Regions from separate parts of the Cyprinus carpio genome. Here region 1 is linked to region 2. The links are chromatin contacts, called in public Hi-C maps. All regions are on one chromosome and are shown on one strand. Each heading gives the region's core, a stretch centred on a gene start, on an enhancer-like site or on the middle of the called end of the contact. The rest is flanking DNA. Distances are from core to core; before and after follow the strand shown. Region 1 holds the start of siae (sialate O-acetylesterase). Region 2 holds the start of bckdha (2-oxoisovalerate dehydrogenase subunit alpha, mitochondrial).

Region 1 (6,585 bases), core at 440-2,939, 230 kb before region 2:
AAGCTTTAATTAAGCTTATACGATTTATTAAGCTTATACGATTGTTTTGTAGTGAATCCAGGTGTTCCCTGTTTCCCACACTTTTAATTGTACTCTAATGCCATGCCCACAGAGCGGAAACCTTTAGGATGTAGCCAAGCAGACTTACGTCTTTCAGGTGGAGTCAGAAATATAGTAATTACGAGTTCAAAGCACATGCCTGACAATCACGGAACTCTAGATGAACTCTAGATGAAGTCGTGTTGTGATGGAAGGGGCATGTGTTGAACTTGAAACATTGTGGAAACATTAATCTATAATCTAGAGAATATCATATATCTATATATAGTGAGCAATGAGCAGAAAGAAAATCTACATTGAATCATAGCGAGCTGTTACATTTATAAAATTTTGAATTTATTTAATTGAATTTATTTGATTTAAATACAGCACAAAATTATTTTGAATTATAAAATTATTGTAAACCATAACAATGAACCCAACATAGTTTATTGTGGGCAACTAATAATAATCCTTGACAATAGGTCACTTAAGATCAAATACCGAAAAATGAAGAGGACATTTACTGTAGTGTGTTCAAAATACCACAGAAGAAAATGACATCACATGGTCACAAAGGTTTGATAACCCGTTTTTTTTTTTTTTTTTTTTTTTTTTTTTTTTTTCAGGGCGTGGTTGGTTAGTAAAATAGTTGACTGAATTTTTGTTGACATGAGTAAACAAAATATTTTCTTAAATATTTCTATCGTGTTGCTCCAGAAATGGTCGGGTCTTTACGTCATGACGCTTATACGTCAACACGTGATCCATAACAACCCCGCGTGACACGCTGTAAAAAAACATTCCAGTAGTCCTATGTATGCGCATATTACGCGTTTTGCTGACACTTATAAAACCAAGACAATTTGTTTTTTGGCTTTTCTTCTCTGATGTAAGTTATATTCTGCTCTCAGTCAAATCACTGGATCATTCCAAATGCTTATAATCAGCTCATGCATCGGTTCGTAGCTCATTCATTCGCTTAAAAGAACAACAACCACAACTAACCTTACATCGATGCTGTCTCACCGCATTGCGCTTCAGCCAGTCTGAATTTCACATGATTGTAAATTTGCACGACACGTTTATTCTTAACTATTTCCTTAATGCTTTCGACCTCAATAAGACCATTCGCTTATCAAAACCTCGTTGGAAAGCACATTGTAGGAAACGTTAAGAACGATATTTATTTATGTAAATCACTGTATATCAAAAAGTACTGACTTACCTGCCGATAAAACACTGGCAAATGCGCTCAAAAGTAGCGAGAAAGTAACCGTCTTCAGCATCTCTGCAAGTGATTGAAAAGAAGGAAGTGCATTTAGTGAAAGCAGGCAATGCAGGCAGCGTTTAGTTGTCAAACCGGTCATTTATATTGTCAGTGAAATTAACTTGAGAAATGTACACCCTTAGAAAAAAAAGGTAGCCTACAAAACTGTCACTGGGGCGGTATCGTTTCAAAAGGTACTAATATATAAATAATACAAAGATGTATACCTTTAAGCTTTTGTATCTTAGGATGTAGCGTGACATCTTGTACTTTCGGAGAAGAGTGTAACCAATATTGTTACAAATTTGGATTCTTCTTCTTCTTCTTTTGATGTTTTATGCCGGTCGGCAAACCAGCTTTTGGTGCATATTCCGCCACCTACTCGGATGGAGTGTGAGGCGATGATATCAATGGAAACGCTAATTCCAAAAAAATAAAAATAAATAAAAAATAAAAAATATTTTTTTTTCCTCTACCTATATTTTATTATATACCTTTATTCTTTTCAAATAATTAATAAGAGCTTTATAACCTTTATGACAACTGTTTAACATATTATGTAATGTCATAGAATTAATGCCAGCAGTTTTTAATTCCTCTTTTAGCTGTATTCTTTCCCTTTCATATGCCCTACAGTTAATCAACACATGTTCTACCGTTTCTGGAAGTCCACAATGATTACACTGACCAGTTTCATGTCTTCCTATCATCTGGAGTGATTTATTAAGAGCAGAGTGTCCAATTCTCGATCGAGATATAACTGTATCATCCCTTCTGTTACCATAAGCATTTCTGACATGTCCTACTTGTTTATATATATTATACAAATGTCGCCCTTTATTACCTTTAACCCATCTCTCTTGCCATATCTTTCTGACAGCTATTTTTATTAAACATTTAATTTCTGTTTTACTAAAGGGTACATGAATGTCAATCTCTGTGTGCTTAAGAGCCTGTTTCACTATCTTGTCTACCTCCTCATTTCCTTCCACTCCAACATGAGCAGGCACCCACAAAAACTCGACTATAATTCTCAGTTGCCGTATTCGGTACAAACTTTGCAGCACTTCTAATAAGATATCTTGTCTGGATTCCGATTTTCCACTAAGTATACTTGTGAGTGCAGAATATGAATCTGAACAGATTACCACTGTTGTTGGTTGGATTTCTTCCACCCACTGTAAAGCTATCTGAATAGCAATCATCTCTGTTGCATAGATTTATATTTAAAGTGAGGAATATACATGGCAGCAAATTTGTAAATACTGAAAGTAATAACTATCTAAATGCTGCTGCACTATTGTCTCTTTTGGAACATATTTCTGGTTTTCATTCATTAAATTCAATATTTGCAAATCAACTGTTGGCATAGAGAAAAGCCAAGGTGGATATACTGGCAGAGCCACCATGGGACTAATATCGATATTACTGATACCTATTTGTTGAGCCTGCTCGCCTACTGTCCAGCCAAAGCTATTCAAATATGTCTGCTCACCAGCAGTTCTCCAATATTTTCTTTACTGGATGATTTGTAAAATGACCTTTAATACCAGTCCAATATACCATTTTAAGTTGAATTTCACGAATGTCTAGTGGTGTTTCACCCATTTCTACCTGCAACGCTGTCTCAGGAGAGGATCTAAACGCTCCACAACATATTCTAAGGGCTTACAAATTTGGATTTCTCAGCTGTCCCCTTTAAATACTTACACTACCAGTCAAAAGTTTTTGGGCAGTAAGATTTGTAATGTTTTTTAAAGAAGTCTCTTCTGTTCACCAAGCCTCCATTTATTTGATCCAAAGTACTGCAAAAACAGTACTTTTTAAAATATATGTAGGCCTATATTTTTAATATTTAAAATAACTGTTTTCTATTTGAATATATTTAAAAATGTAATTTATTCCTGTGTTTTCAAAGCTGAGTTTTTTGCATTATTACTTTTTATTATGGAGAAGTCATGGCCTAGTGGTTAGAGCAGGGGTCTCCAACCCTGCTCCTGGAGAGCTCCTGTCCTGCAGATTTCAGCTCCAACCCCAATCAAACACACCTGAAGCAGCTAATCTTGGTGTTCAGGGCTACTTATAATTACAGAAAGGTGTGTTGGAGCAGGGTTGGAACTGAAGTCTGCAGGATGGTAGCTCTCCAGGAGCAGGGTTGGAGATCCCTGGGTTAGAGAGTTTGACTTCTAACCCTAAGGTTGTGGGTTCGAGTCTCGGGCCGGCAATACCACGACTGAGGTGCCCTTGAGCAAGGCACCGAACCCTCAACCGCAGCATAAATGGCTGCCCACTGCTCCAGGTGTGTGTTCACGGTGTGTGTGTGCACTTTGGATGGGTTAAATGCAGAGCACAAATTCTGAGTATGGGTCACCATACTTGGCTTTATGTCACGTCACTTTATATCAAAAACTTTTATTATTATTATTTTGTTGAAAACAGCTTAGTAGATTTTTTTCAGGTTTCTTTGATGAATAGAAATTCAGAAGAATAGAGCTTATCTGAAATAGAAATCTTTTGTCACATTATACATGTCTTTATCATCACCTTTGATTTCGATCAATTTAAAGCATCTTTGCTAAATAAAAGTATTAATTTCTATTAACACCCCCCAAACAAAAATGTCAGTGCTGTCAAGCGATTAATTGTGATTAATCACATCCAAAGAAAAGTTTTTGTTTACATAATGTTTACATAATATGTGTGTTAATTGTTTGACAGCAGTCACAGCACTAATATATATATATATATATATATATATATATATATATATATATATATATATATATATATATATATATATATATATATATATATATACATACACTGACTCCAAGCTTCTGAAAAATATAAAATCTTACAAAAGCATTTAAATAAAAAAAAACTCAAAACTTTGGATCCTGAAAAAAAAATTTACCCAACTGTTTTGAATATTGATAATAACAATAATAAAAATGTTTCTTGAACAGCAAATCAGCATATTAGAATGATTTCTGAAGGATCATGTGACTGAAGACTGGAGTAATGATGCTGAAAATTTAGCTTTGAACACATTAATTAATTACATTTGAAACTATATTTAAAATAGAAAGCAGTTATTTTAAATAGTAAATATGTTTCACAATATTACTGCTTTTGTTGTATTTTGGATCAAATAACTGCAGGCTTTAATGTTTTTAAAAATCTTACTGTCCAAAAACTTTTGACTGGTAGTGTACTTACTTGACATGAATTTTGAATTATTTTTGTTATTGTTATTTACCCTCCCCCCCCATATGCATTAATGCAAGAGAACATACAAAAATTTATTTAATTCGTATTTACTTTGGTCTCGTGTAATTGGCATTTTCAGCATTGTAATGTGCATGCCGATCCATCACTAAAAATATCACCAATCAGGCTGTGTCAATAGATGCAGACAGCAGTGGCCCACTTCATCATCTTAGCATACATTTCAGTAAACATGGCATCCCATCAGTCTAATTGCATCCTGGAAGAGGCTAATTGACTGCCTGACTTTGCAACATCATTACAGCTGATGGGATGGTATTCAAGATAAAAGCTTTGCATACGACTAATCAGAGAGAGAGAGAGCAGAAAATATTTTGATCAATCAGCTAGTTAAAAACCCAGCGGGAAAGGATGAAGAAACAGGGGTTTTAAATGGTCAATGAAGCCATTACTGGATAATTAGGTCATTAGAGGAAGTTGAAGCACACTGCAAAGGCAGTTGCTTTTATATTAAACGAAAATGCTGTGCTTAGGACTTCAATTATTGTAGATGTTTTGCACACTAGCTTAGCTTAAGAGAGAAACATTTATTCAAGGTCCAGTGGTCTTGTTTGTTGTAAAAGAAGCACCCTCAGCACTGGTTCTTCCTTTTAAATGTATGTTTTTAAAACAATGTATTATTTCCTTTTTGTTTTGTATTATCTTAGTAATATGTATGTATTATTGCATCTATCTATCTATCTAGCTATCTATAAAGAGGACAATAAAACATCAATAGCTTATCGTTTACATTTACTTAAAACTTGATACTAATAATCTATTTGATATAATTTGATAATATTATGTAACTTATGTAAATTTCAGTAGTTTTTGAATCAAAATAAGTGATGTTTTCAACAACAACAAATCTATCATCTGCAGAGGTTTTTTTATTTTATTTAATACTAAACTTGTAAACACTGACTAGTTAATACCATATTTGATAAATGAATAGTAACATTCTACTTGGGACTGATGTATTTTACTGTGGGCTCCTTCATAATGGATAGTGATGATAGGTTGAAGGTGAGAGAAAGAATGACTTGAGAAGATCATTTAAATGCAAAGTGAGCAATCGTAATAGCCATTAGCGTTTTAATTGAGTCCTAAAGCATTATAAATCAAGACATGACTGAGAGAGAGCGTGAGGCCTGAATTTTAACACGAGCATGCTGATCTATTAGATGGCTTTAAGATGCACATGAACTGTGTACTTGGACAATTGCCAGTTTCTTGAACGTTAACTCGATTCGTCTTGAGATTGAAGACATACATTTATTTAACAAATTGTCTTATAGCTGACCAGCATCTAAGGAGCCATACATTTTCACACCTATTTCCAGCATAAATTTAACACAGCTAAGCATCATTAATAAAATTGCTGGTACAGAGACTGTGCTCTCAACTTATTATTATTTTTTTTATAGTATGATGCACACAAATAAATAAAATAGATTCATGTAATATTCTTTTCTGCTTACCAAATTTTTGAAATATTGGAAAATAAATAATTTCTTTGCTGTGATACCTTATTAGAACTCCTTGCTGTGCATTTTTATTTTCAGAAAACTGAAAGTGGATCACGGATGAAAGTGGAAATCATTTGATTCAGGGAGTAACGCTTTATAGTGTCTACAAACTGACAAGTTCATTCCACATTTGCTTACCTTTTATCTTCCTTTGCTTACACTTACAATGCAAAGGAAGAGTCATAAAAGTGCAGATTAAAAATACATTCTATAATAATAGAATCCGCAAACACGAAAAAAGATATACTCTTTAGACTCCAGCACTGAATTGGATTGACAATGACACTGTGTTTCTTCACAGCAAAAATCGTATTAATTGGGTGGAATTTAATTATATGCATCGCTTAGTCACTGTTCTCTCCATTGCAGATGTTAACCTGAGATTCACTGCATGTTCTTCTCCGAGGACAAGCATTGCTAATTAAATAATTTTTGAACGCAGCCTTTGCACTTTGCGTCTGCTGTGATGCATTTTATATT
Region 2 (6,622 bases), core at 51-2,550:
TGACAAAGCAATAAAATTATTAAAACTTTAACTAAGAATATAAAATAAATAATTTTATAAATAACTGTATTAGTAAAAAAACACTGTTACACACACACAGAGAGAGAGAGAGAGAGAGAGAGAGAGAGAGAGAGAGAGAGAGAGAGAGAGAGAGAGACTTTACACTAGACTTTTAATAGCCAATTCCTGACCAGCAAGTTTTACTATCTAATGGTAAGATCTTTTATTTTGCCTTTGTTTTGGTTTAAAGGTAATACGGGTCATCTTGTGATTTTGATGCAGAAATATAAACAAAAGGTAAGGAGAGAAAATATAGATCCTTTAAAAAGTGGCACTTAAATAAATAGGCTTAATACAATGTAAGATTAAATATTAAGAAAAACTGTAAAGCGTGCATATAAGAAAATGCATGTGCCTTTTTTCTTGAAAACAAAGACTAGCTCAGTAGTGTTCAAACAACTGTAAATTAATATATAAAACTATAAATGTCAACATATTTTAAGTGCATGTTTGCGTATGGATGCACATCTTTATATCAGCAGGTAGATTTAGGATCACAGAGAATACACTCGCTCATACTTAATGCACATATTCAAATCAAAATCATCTAATGCTGGGAGGATAAAAGTGAATATGTTATTTCAATGACACAAGACTGCAGGGATTAGCAATGTGTTTTCCTCCACACTCCCCCCAGAACCAGCCAATCGGCTCTCAGTGTAAACCAACAGCCTTGTGAAGGTTGAACAGTCCATTACCCACAACAATACACAGAGATCTGACCATGAGTTATTAGATTAAAACAATTACTAGACGGTTAGATCACATAATCAGACAGATCGAACGCAATTGTGTACGCTTTCTAGGTCAGATGAGGAATGCCTACTCAAGGACTTAACATTATTTTAGGACTAACATCGTGATTTTTATTAAGGTGATTTACTATTGGTATAAATTTAATACAATCCAAATGAACCTTACACCAATGTTTTGAGGTTCGCGCAGCTGCACAGCTCATACATCTGATTAGCAACTTTTGCTAATGACAAAAGTCCGTTCGCGGAGAACCTGCGAATGTCATACAGCTAAAACTTACATTTAGGCGGAATGCTCTTTGCTGGAGAAACGTTGTTGCTTTTAGCGTAGTATTTTGACGAATCGAGTGAAGCCCAATCCGGTATAATTTCGTTAAACCTCTAGCAGCCGCCATCTTTACGTCAAGTGAGTGTCTTTGCGTCTGTTTGTTCTTGCTTCTAATGACAGCCACGCAGTGCGCCCCCACTGGACAATAGCATACAACACAACCAACACAAACATTCATCCCATTTTTTACGTTTGTATCTGGTAAATGTATAATTGTAACTGCATATTAAATTTATTAAACATGAATTCACCTATATAACTATAATTTAGTAGCAGATACATTTTAATTAAACCGGTCAAGGGTTTCTGGCAACGTGGTCATTGCGATAGTTTACCACTAGAAGGCGAAAGTATCCCATGTCATCATAATGGTGCGCTCAAAACAATGACGCAGATATGAGCGCGACGAGAGGAGTGTGCATGAGGACCATGATGGAGTTACATCAAAGTTGTTCAAATTTAAGAGAATATGGAAGTGAGCAGTGTTTGTTATCCAAACCTGACGGCTCTTCCACATTTGTTCAAGGTATGTGTATTAGCTTGTAACTGATTTGTTTCTTTTGTTCAGAGCGACTAGTTGCCTGTCAAGCGTTAGTCCAGGGATCGGTTTTATTTATTCAAACCTGTATTGTTCTGAATTTGTTCGTGTATCTTCAGGTGATACTAGTATCCTGGCAGGAGTTTATGGACCAGCTGAAGTGAAAGTCAGCAAGGAAATCTATGATCGAGCTACTGTAGAGGTACTTATCCAGCCAAAAATGGGGCTTCCAGGTATGTTTTTTAAATGAATTCATATGCAGCCTATTCTGCGTATATTCATAATTAATGATATGGGTCAAAGGCGAAAATGTTTTTTAATCATTAAAACTATAAAAGTTTAATACAGTTAAAAAAATAAAAATAAATATGTCATGTTTAATTGTATTAAAATGTATTATTTATATTTAATGATGATCATACATTTTTACCATGATTTACAGGAGACACCTACAGTCATTCAGTGTAACAATGGTTCATACTAAACACCTTTGAATCGTTAGATGACATTAATAGCCTCCAAAAACTAATTAGCTATAAAATTATGTCTTTACAAATCTTTGCCCCTATGCTTCAAACTACTAGGTTTTACTCATTTGTCAGCAAGAAGTTTGTAATCATTTAAAATATAATGATTTTGTATGATCACTTTTCCCTTTATATATTTTTAATATGTATAAGTCAAAATAAGTTTTTTACATATACATCTGTTATGCTGAATGTTGATGGAACATTACTTCACCCATATATTGACATTAAAAGTAAACAATTTTAATACACACATTCTACACACACACACACACACACACACACACACACACCGAATTCTTTGTTTCTATATAAATATTTTATATAATTAACAAAAAAAAAATTATTACCTGTTTATATTATGTATATTATACTATAATAAGTATAATGTATATAAGTATAATAATAATAATAATAATATTTTAGGAACTGACCCTTCAAAGGGCCTTGGAAAAAATCTTAAAACTACATTAAAGGAAAGCATGCTACTCAATTGTCGTTTAGTTAGTATTTCTCTCAGTTGTATGTATCGTGTGTATGTTTTTATTTTATTTTCTTATAGAACACACATTATGTGTGAGGCTTTTACCTAGAAACATTTTTGAAACAGCTTTTAAAAATTAAATCGTGAAGATAATAATTGCATGACTAAAACTCTTGTCAGGTGTTTAATAATAACTTTTCATTTCGGTAATTACATTATTCATACACTCCTCTTGTCAACAGACACCATCTATCAGTGTTCTTCGTCTCGGCCTGCACTGCCCGTTCTCACCAGTAGATGTCAGTCTGGTACAGACTCAAACTCTCTTCATGTTGTTGTTTCGTTAGGAGTCCGTGAGCGCGCGAGAGAGCAGTGCGTGCGTGAGACGTGCGAGGCCGCGCTTCTGTTGACGCTTCATCCTCGCTCCTCTGTCACAGTCGTCCTGCAGGTCATCCACGATGATGGCTCCGTATCCTCCACACCAGCAAAACCGTTTCTAATGTGTCTTAAATTAAGAAAAGGGAATATGTACATCTGGTAATATTATTTGACCACTTTTAGTTACTCAATGTTGAAGAGAAGGCTCAATCTTTGTGATGAGCATATTAATCTGAACAATTACAACATTTAAATTGTTCAAAGTTAGTTTTGGGTTCTGCAAGGTATTAAAAAAAAAGAGATTAATGCTTTTTGTCATCGAGGATGTATTAAATTGACAGTAAAGACTTTATTATAAATAAATGCTATTCTTTTTAAAAGTCTATTCAAGAATCTTTAAAATGTATCCCACTTTTCACGCAAATATTAAACTACACAACTGTTTTCAACATTGGCAATAATAAGAAATGTTTATTGAGCAGCAAATCAGCATATTACAATGATTTCTGAAGGATCAAATGACACTGAATTAATGGCTACTGAAAATTCAGCTTTACCATCACAGGAATAAATTACATTTTAAAATGTATTAAAATAGAAAATAATTAATTGATATGGTAATATGTTTACAAAATTACTGCATTTACTGTATTCTTGGTTAAATAAATGCAACCTTGGTGAGCTTAAGTAACCTTTTTCATTTAAAAAAAAAAACATTGGCCACAAATTTCCACATTACTGTTGATTGTTTTTTTTCTGTCCCATTTTCTTGCATTCTCACTGTGTTCCCCTATGGTTTGGGTCCTTATCTAACTGTCAGCTGCTGTCATGCTGCCTGAATGCCGCCTGTATGGCTCTAATGGATGCCGGGCTGCCCATGAGCCACCTTTTTTGTAGTGTGACCTGTGCAATTAGCAAAGAGGGCCAGATAATCACTGATCCTACAGCTCTGCAGGAAAAGGTACACACCGCACTTCCTGTTGCCCATGGCTGGCATGAACCATAGCGTACAGGTTAAGCTCTTAATCTGTGTCTTTTATGTTTTCCTTCCAGGAAAGTCGAGCATTGTTAACATTTGCTGTTGATAGCGTTGAGCGCACTGTTTTGATGTCATCAACCACAGGCTCTTTTTCAGTCCAGGAGGTGAGATCGGATGCACATTTCATTCTTGACTGTGATTCATTGCTCTGTTTGTGGCTATGATACAAAGGGAACATGTGTGTGTTTCATAAGCTGCTTGAATTTTCTACAAGGCAATGACATAAATGTGTTTTCTTCCTACACAGCTGCAGCAGTGCATCGCAATCAGTCAAAAGGCTTCTGAACAAATTTTCCAGTTTTATAGGGAATCTGTCAAACGGCGATATTCTAAGATAAAATAAAACATGCTTGTTGGGATTTTTACTTTGAGTTTGCATCATCATTTCCTCACTGTGTGTGTGTGTGTGTGTGTGTGTGTGTAATATATATATATATATATATATATATATATATATATATATATATATATATATATATATATACACACACATATTGTTGTATATACACATAAGTTTTACAGAGCAATTCTATTACTCCCAAGATGGAATTTTTATCACTTCAAGATTTAATTTAGTAGCTTATGCCATATTAATTTGCATTTTGCATACTCGCATAATACTCAAAAATCACAAAACAAGTGTTTTTATGCTGTGCTAATTAATAAAATGAGATGTATGCCAATTTGCTACCCATGTGTTATGGTTTCCGTTCTTAAATGGCTAATAAATAGCTGGATGTTAAAAAAAAAAAAAAACACCTCAATAGAGTCATATTAAATCAAATGGACCATAATGCTGCTTTTTGTGTAACCCAAAGCACTTTTGAAGTTAAAATAGCAATTTTAGACCACTGCCTTGGGAACCGTAGCTTTCAAAATGAAAAAGTGATCGAGATTTCCATTAGACTGTGTGAGCTGGGTCAGTGAGAAAATTCCATAGTATATTAATATGCATTCTTATTAATTGCTGTTCACCGCAGTTGTGTTTAATCTTCCATTTAGTTCCTCTAGAGATGTGTATTGTAATGAGTATCATTAAAACCCATAGACACTTTCCACAATATCAATGCAAGTGCAAGTATTATAAAGGCAAAACCAAATTAAATGTTCAATCAAGTGCATTTATTTGTTCATAACAGTTACCTGCTAAATGTACACATTTGCACAAGATTAATGTAGAGGAGGAATAAAATGACAGGCGAGGATTTCAAGGGTCTGTATTCCTGTACTGAGACCCGACCTCATCACTTTAACCTGCGCACTGGAGGACTGTGCTGCTCTTCTGTGATCCCACACAGGCAATGATAGCTCACCGGAGGGGCTGTGCTATCGCTCCTCTCCTCTGCTCCGTGGGGCAGCTTGTTGTAGAAGTAATACATAATTGCCTACCATGATGTGACCCAATTTCTAACTGCGGGGAGCGAGAAGGGCACCTGCCAAGGAAGTTTATGCTGACTGCTGTTTTGTGGTTTAATCTTTTGGAACAGGGCACATTTCAACCTTTACATCACATGTGGTTTTCTGATTGTAGTACTGTGCACTTGACGTCTGAATATAGACTTTATCTGTAATGGACAGTAGCATTCAAATGTTTGGGGTCGGTAAGATGTTTTAATGTTTTTGAAAGACTCTCATCCTATATATATATATAGAAAGAACAACATTTACTTGAAATGTCTTTACTGGTGCTTTTGATCAATTTAACATCTCCTTGTTGAATAAAAATATTAATTTCTTTCAAAAAACTGACCCGAAACAGTGAATCCTGGGTGCATTTGTATACTGATTCCATATCTGTTGTATGGATTGTTAAAGTTCACCAGTCAAATTAATGAACAGAACATTTGCAAAGTAAGTTTGTAAACAAATATACTGCTTAAAAAAGGTAGCGCCATTAATTGTAGATGAATGCAGGTGGCTTTGAAGGCGCAAGTATGCAATGTATTGTGTTTCATATCAGAGACACTTCCTATAGTAGTGACTAGAGCACTTCAGTTTTAGCTTTTATTCTAGTGGATTCTGTAAGTTAATAACTGCTCAGGCAGGCAAATACCCTTTATTTCACATTTACAAATCATACATATTATATGTTCAGTACTTCAGAATGAATATAAATTACAGTCTTGTCATTTAAAGATGTTTACATACCTGCAAACTCAATGCTTTTGGGCAACACTGAATGTATGTTTAAAGGGATCTGACTTTTTCCGGAGTTTTAATGGCATTTTCTTTTCCTCCTCTGTAGAAGGTCAATAAAATGGTGTTTAAAATGCACATTTGCTTTGTGTGTACAGGGGTAACCGCTGAATTTCTGCTTTTCATAAGCATCACCTATACTGTCAGAGAGTTGAATTTTCATTCAGCCTGTTTGCCGTTTTTGTTTAGAACAGTTATATTTAAATTACATAACAATTTTGATTAATCCTTTTTCTTAAAAAATGGTTTAAAGGCTGAAATAAGGTTTAGCATTGAATAAGACTTTATCAAAACTTATATTTGAACTTTAGCAGTTA

Evidence for each region. A called contact is a pair of places that touch in the nucleus more often than the background predicts.
Region 1: a contact with region 2 is called in a Hi-C map of liver, with 3 times the contacts expected there. The contact joins the promoter of siae here to the promoter of bckdha in region 2. A contact is called at or near these places in 4 of 8 Hi-C or Micro-C datasets (liver and skeletal muscle).

The regions. Positions count from the first base shown.
Region 1 is chrB18:12,800,587-12,807,171 of ASM1834038v1, reverse strand. siae (sialate O-acetylesterase) reads right to left here and starts at 1,689. Exons shown (of 9, transcript XM_042743886.1): 1 at 1,537-1,689; 2 at 1,268-1,330. The coding sequence starts at 1,328.
Region 2 is chrB18:12,566,660-12,573,281 of ASM1834038v1, reverse strand. bckdha (2-oxoisovalerate dehydrogenase subunit alpha, mitochondrial) reads right to left here and starts at 1,300. Exons shown (of 8, transcript XM_042743879.1): 1 at 1,097-1,300. The coding sequence starts at 1,210. It overlaps exosc5 (exosome complex component RRP46), which reads left to right and starts at 1,510. Exons shown (of 6, transcript XM_042743880.1): 1 at 1,510-1,669; 2 at 1,801-1,914; 3 at 3,040-3,161; 4 at 3,891-4,031; 5 at 4,124-4,213; 6 at 4,357-4,474. The coding sequence starts at 1,540. The coding sequence ends at 4,452. tmem91 (transmembrane protein 91) reads right to left here. Exons shown (of 4, transcript XM_042743878.1): 4 at 6,150-6,622.